Regions from separate parts of the Gossypium hirsutum genome. Here regions 1 and 3 are each linked to region 2. The links are chromatin contacts, called in public Hi-C maps. All regions are on one chromosome and are shown on one strand. Each heading gives the region's core, a stretch centred on a gene start, on an enhancer-like site or on the middle of the called end of the contact. The rest is flanking DNA. Distances are from core to core; before and after follow the strand shown.

Region 1 (4,373 bases), core at 325-2,824, 360 kb after region 2:
TCATCAAGCACATGATGCTTAAGCGCCCTCCTTTCCCACGCTTCCCCATATGACAAAACGGTACCCTGACCACTATATGTAGATGCCTAATAGAAGTTTCATTTCACCATTTATTTAACCAAAATGCATTGCTGTAGAAAACTTAGATTACTAAATCCTTTCTTATGTTTCTCATACCCAATTGCTTCAAAATGAATTTCCTTGAAAAGTGGCAAAAATTGCTAGCGTAGCTAGTAATTTGTTGTGTCAAAGGAGAAAACAAGAAATGGAAAAAAAGAAAAAAGAAAATACCATCTTCAGTATCAGGTCATTGTAAACACTAAAGACTGCAGGGAAAACTGCAGAGACGCAGGTGTTAGGCAAAAGGGCACCATTGATGGGAGATTTATGTCGTAACGCAGAAGATTTAAGATAATGGAGATTACTTAAAGGGCATTAGAGTGTATGTTTGAGTTCCTTTAAAACTCTATCTAACTGCATATTGCGTAGTGTTTGCCTTTCAATTATAAGACAGCCATATATGTTAGGCCTTGAAACTCTTTTATTAAAAAAGGGGACAAAAATAAGAGGGCAGAGAGGAATTATTCAAGTCTTCAGATTCTAAAATTCTACTGAAGAATCAAAAACAAACTCAGCAGCATACATCACAATAGCATCCCATATTTTATTTGAAAGAGAAGAAAAAAAAATACTTCACAAGGCAGCCTACAATAAATAGTGTTATATACATGCATGCATAAATACACCCATATATATACTTGTATGTATCCATGTATATATATATATCCATATTGTAGCAGTTTTAAATACTATGATCAAATAAAGATGAAAAGAAATTCCAAAAATAATCATTCACAATCAATTTCAACGAAAAAGATTTAGTCATTTACAGCATGGAAATAAAGAATTTTCAAAGAAACCATCGAATAATCAAATAAAAGAAAAAAGAATTACCTTCTTTAGTCGTTCTTCGTTTCTGCTTTGGATTACTGCAACCTTTTCTGGAAACTAATCCCTAAACGCAATATGGAAAAACAAATTTAAATTTCTATACATATATATATTTCTTTTTTGCGTACATAAAGAATGAGTAAACATGAAAAGAAAATTTATACAGTTTTTAATATTGGTGTTCGAACTTCTAAGGGAAAACCAATTTTTATTTTTATTTTTATTTTTTTCTGGAGAAATCGAATAAAGTTACCTTCAATCAAAATGGTTTCTTTCAGGATCTGGGAAAAGTGGGGAGAAAAAGATAAAAACCCAGATTCCTGATATTCGCTGCAATAAAAAAACAAAGTTGAAAAGTAAGAAAATGAAAGAGAATAAAATAAGACCTTGGATTGGAGTAATCTTTGAGGTTGTGAGAGTTTTAACAATGGCAGTGGCTCCACCAGATTGCAATGAAAGCAAAAAGAAAAGAGAAGAACTATTATTTTTTGGTTCAAAACTAGGAGCAATTGTTAATAATTCTGAATTAAGTATTTATAGGTATAATTTTGAAGACGGAATTTGGAGTACCTGTAGGAACAGTCTTTATAGCTTCACAAATTTTTTGTTTTATTTTTATAGCTTCTCCCTTTAGGGTTTGTTCCTATTGGCTTATATTGTTTTTTGTTTTGGAATTCATATCATTATTAAATTGCTAATTTGATTTAATTTTTAAATGTGAATGTAATAAATAAAAAGTTATTAAATTGTTTTTAAATATCAAAATTTTATACTCGAAACAGAACCATACACATCTAAATGAATTGATGCATATTAAAATTTAAAAAAAAAATAAAACAAACAGAACATAAACAGCTGAATACTAATTTAGAATTGAAAAAAACAAGAAGCAATTTTTGGCACAAAGATTTGTTTTCCTTTTTTGTTTTTTTTTCTTTTTGGTACAAAGATTTATTTTCCTTTTTTGTTTTGTAGTCGGTAAACTCCTTATGATGGAGCTTTCCAATTTTATATTTAATACTTGGCATAATTGTAAAATTTATCCTTTAATATTTTTATTTTTATTAATTTAGTCATTTTTTAGTTAAATTTAATTTTTTATTTTTCAAAATGAGTCAAATCATTTCTTTAACATAAATGTTTATTAAAATATTAAATTTTTAACGACATTAACCTAACAACCCACGATGATACCGAAATGAGTTAGAAAATGTTAGTACAAATCTCCAATTAGGAAAATCTCAAACACATGAACGAAACCCGAATAGAAAAAGAAGAAATAGGATAAGGCTCCAAAGCATATATCAAGCCACTATCTTTAAGGTTATATTCGCCTTCACCTATCTTCGGTGTGCAAACGAGTTTCAAGCAAATTAACCTTAAGGATGTAATGAAGCCAATGACTATTTGCGTTTTGCACTGACGATAATAGTCCACTGAGCACTAAGCAATATATAACAAGAAATTCAATTTCTACAAAGAATTTCTATAGTAAATCTTTATAGAACAATCTAATAATATTAGAAAATGAGGAATAATAGAAAGAACTTTTAGAACTTATTGTTGTGATTTCCAAAAGAAATCTCATTCCTATATATTAGAATTTTCATGTCTATTCGTAGATACATCTTTCAATAGGTGTCTTTATGAATAAATAAATAATAATAATAGTAATAATAATAATAATTCATTTAATTTTATAACTATTCAAGTACTATTGTTTGAATAGTTAGAATTCTTTTTCAAAAATCAAATGATATAACTTTTAACCAATGATCAAAATATTTATCTTTTGCTTAATTACACTTATTCATTTATAGTTATTGGAATACTATAAATATTTGAAAATGTTCCAACAATCTCCCCCTATTTTCAAACTATTTTAGATTTTGATATTCTTGAAAATTAATTTGCATAAATGAATGTGTCTTACGATTGAACCTCCACTTAGTGAAAATATGTTAAAGTTAATCGAAATTGCATGGTAGACTAAGCTTTGAACCAACTATTCCATTTGATTAACTGAACACATCTCACACAATGATTTCAACATTAGTCAATGCATAGTATTTAGAGACACTATTATGGTCATGTATCTGTATCTTCTTTTCATGAGTGTTGTCAGAGCCAAGCCCTTGAGCTCCTAAAGCGGCCACACTTCTACTCACATAAGTAGATCCCATCAAGAGCGTTCCCGTAATTATAACACTTTAACATATTTATGTTATGGGTCCATTAAGAGCACATTACTCATCCTTCCCTTATCATTACGGGTACCCAGCACTTTAATCTTAGGATGAGTTTATTTATAGTGCTAATAGTCACATACTAATGATGTACTTTGTCTCATTGAACTCAAGACTTGACGTTATACCAAGCGTTGAGTCGAGTTTTCATCATGAGTGACTCTAATTAATGGGCTTGAGTCTTATCCTTTTTGAGGTCTTTTTTACTACATCTCTAGCAAGACTTTTTGTCAAAGGATCCGCCAAATTTTCATTTGACCTCACATAATTAATAGTAATCACTCTATCAAAGATTAATTGTCGGACATAGCTATATCTTAATCCAATGTGTCTAGACTTTCCATTATATACTTGGCTATATGTCTTTGCTAGAGTAGCTTCACTATCACAACGGATAGAAATAGGTGAAATTGGCTTAGGCCATAAAGGTACATCATAAGACAAATTTCTTAACCATTCTATTTCTTTAGATGCAGCGGCTAATGCAATAAATTCTGCTGCCATGATAAAATCAGTAATACATGTTTGTTTCTAGAAACCCTAAGAAATGGCTCATCCACTAATAATGAAGATCCATCCACTAGTATATGCATGATCTTCCAAACTTGTAATCCAACTAGCATCTGAATACCCTTCTAAAACTGGACGATATCCATTATAACACAATCCATAGTTAATAGATTTCTTTAAGTACCTAAGTACTCTATTCAAAGCTTGCCAATGCAAACTACTTGGGTTACTTGTGTACCTACTCAAATTTCTAACAGCATAAGCAATATCTGGTCTTGTACAAGTCATTATGTACATAAGACAACCAATTAGACTTGCATATTTCAATTGATCAATTTTCCTACCAGCATTAGATACTAATTTTATTTGAGGATCTATGGGTGTAGATACTGATATACAGTTGAAAAGATCAAACTTTTTAAGCACATTTTCAATGTAATGTGATTGTGATAAAGTTATAGTGCTTTCATCTTGGGTTATTTTAATCCCAAGAATAACATCTGCTACACCCATATCCTTCATAGCAAAGTTGTTTGACAAAAATTTCTTTGAGTTTTCTATTTGTTCCAAATCCGTGCCAAAAATGAGAAAGTCGTTTACATATAAGCAAATTATGACACCTTTTCCATTTTCGAATTTGTTATATATACACTAATCAGATTCATT
Region 2 (4,164 bases), core at 260-2,759:
TTTTAATTTTTATATTTTTTTGATATTTTTACTATTTTTATAATTTTTTTCTGATTTTTATAATTTTTTAATATTTTAATGGGAAAAATATTAGTTTTCAATATTTTAATGAGAAAAATATTAGATTAACCCAGAAGTTGCAGCATATCACCATTTGATTAGTTCATCAATTTATTTTAACGGTCAACGTGAACAATGACAGGAATTGTTAACGGATGGGCTTAATTGATTATTTTAGTTAATAGAAATGACTTAATTGAGTGCAAATTTACTGCATAAACTTAATTGATTTTTTTTTGCATATTTTAAGGACTATTTTTGACAAATTGTCTTCTTTCAAAAAACATAAGACCATCTTTTTAAGAAAAAAAACTCCCTTATAAGTAATATAATATTTAAAATTGAGTAAAATATTATTATAGTAACAATAAATTTTAATTTTAAAAATATTAAAATATTGATATTTAATATTATAATATTATTTTGATAATAGATTTCAATATTAATAATTATTTTAAATTTTAAATAGTATTGAAATATTTTTTTATTAATTTATTGTTATTAAATATATAAATGATAATTTCTAAATATTTAGTAATAATATTTTAATAGTATAAATGAATATTTGTTTTCATTTATCCTTTTGGCTCCGGTGTTTCACCATCCAACATCATACCTATAACTTCAAATTAAGTTAATATTAAATTTATAGGAGATAATATAGTTATTACTAGTTTGTCAAACGGTAATATTTCCATAATATTTTATAATTTATATTATGCATTTTTTATTTAAAAACTTTGAAAAATGATTTTTTAAAAAAACCAAATGATTACGTGAAATCATCCAAATATCATAAAAAATCAAAATTTTTCTATAAGCAATTTTCAGTCAAAGTTTAAGATTTTTTTACTTTTAGAATTTAGTCTTTATTTTTTTATTTTTAATAATTTAGTCTTTTTACTTTTTAAATTTTAAATTTTAGATTTAATTATTAATTTGTTAATTTTTTTTTAAATTTGTTGACACGATATTTTGAAAATTTAAAAGAAAGTCTCACTTCACGATTATGTAACAGAAAATAACATTTGCAATGAATCTGAATTTAATAGAAAATTTCATGGTATTAACAATTGAACATATATTTTTAAATTTGAAAAGCAGAGGGACTAAATTCATTGAAATGAAAATAAGAGGAATAAAGTTCAAATGTACAAAGAATACAAGGACTTGGAGCAGTTTTTAACCTTAATTAATATATTTTGAAGTTTAGTAGTAATTTTAGAATCTAAATCTGGTTGCAAGTAATCCATATATATAGAACACTAGAAAAGCACGTGAATGAATCAAAAAAAAAGTTTCTGGGCAAATATCACAATATTATAGCCAGCCGGGCGCACGAGGCAAAATAAATTTTTCCTTTTTCTGTTTTAATAAAAACCAATAGAAAAAGCTTGAACTTTACTGAGACTATAAAAATACGAAAAGGCTTGCGTGATAAGCTAACTCACTGTGCTCCTTTTCCTCAGTGCAACATTACAATGAAAAGACGTGGACGGTATTATCCAAAAAGCAAGAAGCAAAAAAAAGTGACAAAAGCGTAGAGAGGGTATTTTGGTAATTGTGTAGGATCTAGTGCTCCATTGCCTTAGCCTACGCTGGAAAAGGAGGAAAAAGGAGCTCAATTATTGGGTGGCTCAATTCGCCGTCCACACCGGGGTTTTTTCTACGCTGTGGGCGCCTCTCATCGTCTTCCTCTTGTAATGCGCTTCAGTCTCCACCAATGGTAGAGCGACACGGCTGCAAAAAGGGACCGGACATGGTCACGTGATTACTCACACATGATTTTTTTTTTTCACATTTACTTGGCTTTGCGGCTTTACCCTAAGACGAAAGCGACCTGACGGAGCTCTCAACTGAAAATCAACTAATTTACCTTCCTAAGTAATCTAGTTGGATAGTCACTGAAGAAGAAGAAGACAATTTTACTCAGAATCGAGAATTTTTTTTTTGAAAACTAGCAAAGGATGGCAGTTTTAACGATGGAAACGTTGCCTTTAGGGTTTAGGTTCAGGCCGACTGATGAGGAGCTCATCAATCATTACCTTAGATTGAAGATCAACGGTCGTCATTCCGAGGTTGGTGTCATTCCTGAAATCGATGTCTGCAAATGGGAGCCATGGGATTTGCCTGGTATTTCTTTTTTCTCTTTTTCTTTTGCGTAAGAAAGAAATTATTGGTTTAAGTATTGTTTTGATTCTTTGATACCTTAGCCTTAGCCAAAGCGTCAGCTGGAAATTTTGCTTTATTCGCTCAATATATGAAATTAATATACATTTTATTTCATAAATTCGATTCCTACAACTTGCAATTTGAGGTAAACTTACGGTTTTTTTTTTTTTTGAAATTCCTCTCTGCGAAAAAAAGTTTTTATGTTCCAAAATTAGTTAAATTCTGAATTTTTATTACTGGGATGGTTGAATTTAAGTACAGGACTGTCGGTGATAAAATCGGACGATCCAGAGTGGTTCTTCTTTTGCCCGCTTGATAGGAAGTACCCGAACAGCCATCGTTCCAACAGAGCTACGGATAAAGGATATTGGAAAGCAACGGGTAAGGATCGAACCATTAAGTCTAAAAAGTCACTGATTGGCATGAAGAAGACTTTGGTTTTTTACAAGGGCCGTGCTCCCAAGGGCCAGCGTACTTACTGGATCATGCATGAGTACCGTCCCACTACAAAGGACCTTGATGGCACCGCCCCTGGCCAGGTTTTCCTTCTTAATTTTTAGGCTTGCTGTTCTTAGTTAAGGGTTTGATTCAAATAAAAACAAGAATGTCTATATGACTTGGACCCTTTTTCTTGGTGCAGAGTGCTTTTGTTCAATGTCGATTGTTTCATAAACCGGAAGAGAAGAATGATATTGTGAAGTACGATGAGGTTGAGCAAACCGTATGTTCGGCTGCCATGACAAAATCTGCTCCTGATGATGATACATCATCGGATCTTGTCCAAGATACCATATCATCTGAGACACAAGCTCAGAATCCCGATACTTCCATGCCAAATGGTCAAATAACGGGTGACAGCTGCTGCAATAGTCATATGACTTCTGATGCAGAAGATCACGCAGCTGAAGAAACCTTGGTAGAAGTCAACAAGTTACCTATATTCTAGCATTGTTGCATGCATCATTGTTTTATATTGACTATACCATGACTCTTGACAAGAACTGTTTTTTTGCTTATTAACACAGAAATATCCGCTCTTGGGAAGCAATTCAGACTTGTATGAACCCAATTGTGATGAAATTGATTATAAAGTCTTCTCGCCAATGAACTCACAATTTTTTGAAGATCTGCCGCCCTACATGGATTCCCCTTATGCAAGCGACTTTGGCCATGATCAAAATGGATTCCATTTCCAGGATGGGACTAGCAAACAAGATATATCTTTCCCATTGTTGGATGAGGCCTTGAATAACCATGATAACTTTTCTGAAGAGTCTAACAGTTGGAAAAACTTGGTTGCTGGAACCGAAATGCCCTTGTCTGGTAATGCATTCATCTCGAAGGCAATGCCACCAGAAACCTCCTATGTCAAAGAAAATGGCATATACACTGAAATGTTGCCAGTTCAGGTACAGAGATAACTTCTAGCCTTTATTTCCTTTGTATGTAACCATTATTTGTTTCCTGTTTAGTTTTCTAAAGCTTGAGTTTGAGTTTCTGCCTCATATTTTGCATTTGTTTTTCACTTTGAAGGCTCTGAGATTTAGTTTATGGTTGGATTCTAACTTAATTTTTTATGTTTTGAAATTCTTTACCAGTATGAGTCAGACATTGGAGGTCCTGGGTGGTCTGGTGGGTTTATTGATGACAAGAACTCCGTGCAAATGCTAACTTCCTTAGAGTCCAGCCTTACCCAAACTGCGCCATATGATCCAGTATTTATAGGTGGACATATTGGTGGTCCTGAAAACTATTGCGTTGGCCAAGCAACTTCATCTACTAATTCTGCAATTGGTGATTTTAATAATTTGCAACAATTAACTGGTCTGAGGTATCATGTGAATAACGGTGGTGTAACTGGAATGAGGACTAGAGCCTGCCAGCCTCTGCAACAACCGTTAGAAGACTTTGAAACTCTTGGAACTGGATTCA
Region 3 (4,104 bases), core at 254-2,753, 320 kb after region 2:
TTTTGAAAATAATTTCCACTCTGACATATATATATTTTTTAAAAACGCCACATCTAACATTTTTAGGTTACTATTAGTATAGTATAGATGTATAAATATAATATAGATATATTCTTAAATTTATCAGCCCATTACGAAGAATGAGCCTCTCATTAAACCCTACTTAAAATGGATACCCTCTTCTCCAATAAGTATGCCGTACCCAATTCAATCCTATATATGTGCCCAAATCCATAGGCTGGACCAAACCCATCAACATCATTTAACTTGGGAAACTCTCAAATTTTCATTTTGATTTGTCAAAGGTTGTGGATTGCAACATCGTAACAGTCTGTAATTGATGAAACAAGTTAAAACACAGTTTAACATGAATAATTATTTGTCCTAGAAACAGTGTGCTTTGCAATGGTTACTTAAGTTGTCATTGGACCATATAATAAATGGGTAAAATTCGGTACCCTAAAATTAAGAGGATTACTACTTCAAAAGATATACAAAGCCAATCAGCCATGGTTTCTTCGAGCTTCTTTTTCCTTATAATCTCTTGCTTTCGTCCCTCAAATTGTATGTAACCCTTTTTAACAGCATGACGATTATTACTTCGCGAGCAATATAGAGCTTGGTTTAAGATGATTAAACTCTTGCCACCATTTACATATGCTCCACTAGTGTCCTCAATGTGCATACTAACCTCTTTCGATCTCAAATACCCATGTTTTTCCTCTATGTTGCATCTTGCCACTATAAGACACTTGGCCAAGTTGTGAGGCAGTTGTAGTCTCTCTTGGACTGGGATAATGCACCCAAAATGTAGAATATAGTCACCATTGGAAGCCCATATTTTCTTCACCGACAATGGCTTCCAGCTTGATAGATTTCCAGCTTTTCCTCTCTTCTTGTCTAATAACACCCAACTTAATCGAATCCCTTCTTTTAGTTCATTGCAACGATCATCTGCTTTTCCCACAAGTGATATGAAGTCATGTCCATCGTCACCGTCTTCGATATCTTCATCATTAATATCTGAGGGTACCACTTTGAATGGACAGTTCAATACCCAACTCATAAGACCAGTTGTTGTGTCATCATCTTGGCCGAAATCGGTTTCCATTGGTATGCCGTCTAAGACACTGGAAGTAGTACATTTTTCTCTATAATAAACATCTATAAACAAAGCAAAATTAGACGGGGAAATAAGGGTTGGTTGTATAGGAAAGTAATTGTTGGCATCTTTGTGATCATTCGAAATAAGAGGATAAGAATCAGCATAGAATCTGCGAAAACCATCCGTTGATGATGAAATAAGGTGTTGGGCTTCGTCGAGTGCAGTGGAAGGCCATGTGGAATTACACAATTGCTTCCATAACCTTTGGTTTCGAGCTATGCCTCGAAGGTCAGAACATGTGCAGGCAGCTGAGGCCAGGGTTGAACCATCTAGTCGAGCCATGATATCAGCTAGGATATCCCTGCTTAAGCACTTCAAATCACATTTCAAATGCTCCATCATTTTTTTTTTGCCTACTATGGATACGCTCCCACTTGTTTATATAACAGTCATTTGACCCATCTAGCCGTCCATAGAGATGATGTATGACCATGAAACACACCATTGACCAACGTGATACAAGTCAGTAGCCGCGTTTTACAGGGTTTAAATTTCTTCCATAAATCCGTGGGACAATCCACAATTAGGCCAAAGATAGTGAACCGCCAACTGCAGGGTTGGCTTGCCAACTTTGAAACTTTGCCAAGTTCAAACAGCCAAATTCTTTAAATGGAAAACACCATTAGGTTCGTCCAAGCTATTAAGTTGTAACCTCTATACTAGACTGCCTAAGCCCGTAATTAAGTGATGGCTTTGTGAAGTTGAAAAGTCATTTATCATATTAAATGAAAGATAAGTGAGAGGTTCATCTGTGCTATTATTCATATTATTCCCTAATCACCCATCAATCAATTCAGCTCAAAAAAAAAATCCATCTTAAATTTTTATTAGTGTTGGATGCTTTAGTATATAAATTTATAATTAATACTTTTTTTTAACAGGTAATCAAATTTGTTAACAAGTGTCATAACGTTCACTAAGTATATAAAAATTTATATGCTAGTTAACAAAAACAAATCAACTTTTAACTTAATTTGATTGATTCATTCTTAAGACATCATCAAATAATTAAATAGTCTTAATAATTTATATTATTAGGGTTGAGAGAATGGGATCAAAATGTTGGTTGCATAGAACTTCATGTAATTCGTGGGGAATGGTTGTTACGGACGAAAAAGGAAAGCTGCCCAACATTTTGGCACTATTGTGAAAGAAATGGAAGCTCTTTATTGTGGACGAATTTCATTAACTAGAAGCAAAACTGCAATTAACCAGTTTAATTGATTCAAAGCTAAAGGCTTCTATATATTTAGGTACAATAGTTGCCCATAAACATTAAGGAAACCAAAATACGTGAAATTCAAGGCAAAAGCTCTTTGAATTTGCCAAGTGGCAATGCATTAGTTTCAAGTAGGTTGGACATGGACCCTAATCTTCTGTTAGACACAGTTCTCCTCCTTTATTAAAAATGGTGAAGAATTTGAAGGAATTCCCTACTATAATATGTTGGTGCAAAATTGTTTGTCGGTAATCTTGATTTGTTTATACTAAGATTGATTTTTATTCTAAGTTCAAGATTTATGAACTTTTTACTATCCTTTATTAAGAGGATATTAATGGACAAGATTGACAAATTGATATCAAGCAATATGATATAATTTTAAAGCTATCTTATTCTCATTTCAAGGATATTTTATCACTACGATAGCGCTTGAAGTATTTTAATGGAAGCTTCATCCTCCATTGTGGAGGAAATAATAAAACACTACATAGTTCATCTTGGGAACCCATTTCACTGGTGTAAATAGAAAGAAAACTGTCCATCGATTGAGAGTGATTTTACCAACTTCAATACGAGAGGTCGAGTGTTGAGAGAACTTACATGAAGTGTAGGAGACAAGGTTGCAATAATCCATGGATTGATTAATCTTAAATTAGCACTTGTATTCAGCTTTTTTAGTGGATTCAACTTTGAGTGAAGCCTAACATAGGTGGTTCACGAATTGCATAAACATATTTGGTGTTCTTTAGTTTTTGTTTGTTGTTCATTGTTCTATTGCTAGTCACAAAAATCGATACAACAATTTATGTAATAATTCTTTAGATTTTTTTATAATTTTTTGAGATGTAATTTTAATAATTATTTAATTTAATATTTACAAAAAAAATCATATTTACACCAATCATATATTCGAATTATTCAAATTATAAAATTTAATTCGATTCAAAATCGAAACTCGAACTACTCGATTCGATTAACTTTTAGTTTGTATTTTTTTGATTTTTTTCAAATGCAATTGAATTTTGATCATATTTTTTTACAGGAGGTTGAGGTCGATTAGATTTTTCAGTGCAATTTTTTACGAGGGGTTGAGGTCGATCAGATTTCTTCAGAAAATATTTTCCCGGGAATCCCAGGATATCTGATGGATGAGTGGGATATTGTAGGAGTTGAAAGTGGTAGAAGGAAAACGCCACGTAGGACGCGTTTTCAATGCACTATAGAAAAATGCATTGAAAACGCGTCCTACGTGGGGCATTTTCCCTCTACAAAATTCAACGCATGCAAACTTCCCACTTACCTAGGAAATTTTTCTGAATCAATTGCCACTCACCCACACTCTATAAAAGGATGGCTTTTAGCATTGAGTGGCATAAGGAATTTTTGAACAAACAAAATTGCAAGAAGAATCGGAAGAAGAGAAAGTTTACAAGGCATTTCATAAGGTATAATTTGGAGCAACCATGCAATTGCATAAAGTAAGGATCGATTTTTATTCATATATAATTACAACATTATTTTTCTGCATAATGATTTTGTTTTGAACATGTGGGACAGGTTATTTCATTGAAAATGAGTGGAGAAATTAATTCTATTGTTTATTACGACGGTGAAGCCTGTGACACTAAGAATAGGGTCATTTTTTATCGGAGAATACAACGCGATTGGATTTTAACCCGAACATACAATTGATAGAGCTGTGAGGAAAAATTAGGTA

What was found. A called contact is a pair of places that touch in the nucleus more often than the background predicts.
Region 1: a contact with region 2 is called in a Hi-C map of petal, with 3 times the contacts expected there. The contact joins the promoter of LOC107951381 here to the promoter of LOC107951298 in region 2. A contact is called at or near these places in 2 of 34 Hi-C or Micro-C datasets (callus and petal).
Region 3: a Hi-C map of leaf shows a contact between it and region 2, with 2.3 times the contacts expected there. The contact joins the promoter of LOC107951382 here to the promoter of LOC107951298 in region 2. A contact is called at or near these places in 9 of 34 Hi-C or Micro-C datasets (callus and leaf).

Annotation. Positions count from the first base shown.
Region 1 is chrA02:42,471,479-42,475,851 of Gossypium_hirsutum_v2.1, forward strand. It overlaps LOC107951381 (metal tolerance protein 1), which reads right to left and starts at 1,575. Exons shown (of 3, transcript XM_016886421.2): 1 at 1,338-1,575; 2 at 955-1,015.
Region 2 is chrA02:42,110,828-42,114,991 of Gossypium_hirsutum_v2.1, forward strand. LOC107951298 (protein NTM1-like 9) reads left to right here and starts at 1,510. Exons shown (of 6, transcript XM_016886298.2): 1 at 1,510-2,193; 2 at 2,489-2,771; 3 at 2,873-3,148; 4 at 3,258-3,641; 5 at 3,831-4,164. The coding sequence starts at 2,171.
Region 3 is chrA02:42,430,951-42,435,054 of Gossypium_hirsutum_v2.1, forward strand. LOC107951382 (probable F-box protein At2g36090) reads right to left here and starts at 1,504. Exons shown (of 2, transcript XM_041083770.1): 1 at 496-1,504; 2 at 300-331. The coding sequence starts at 1,504. The coding sequence ends at 300.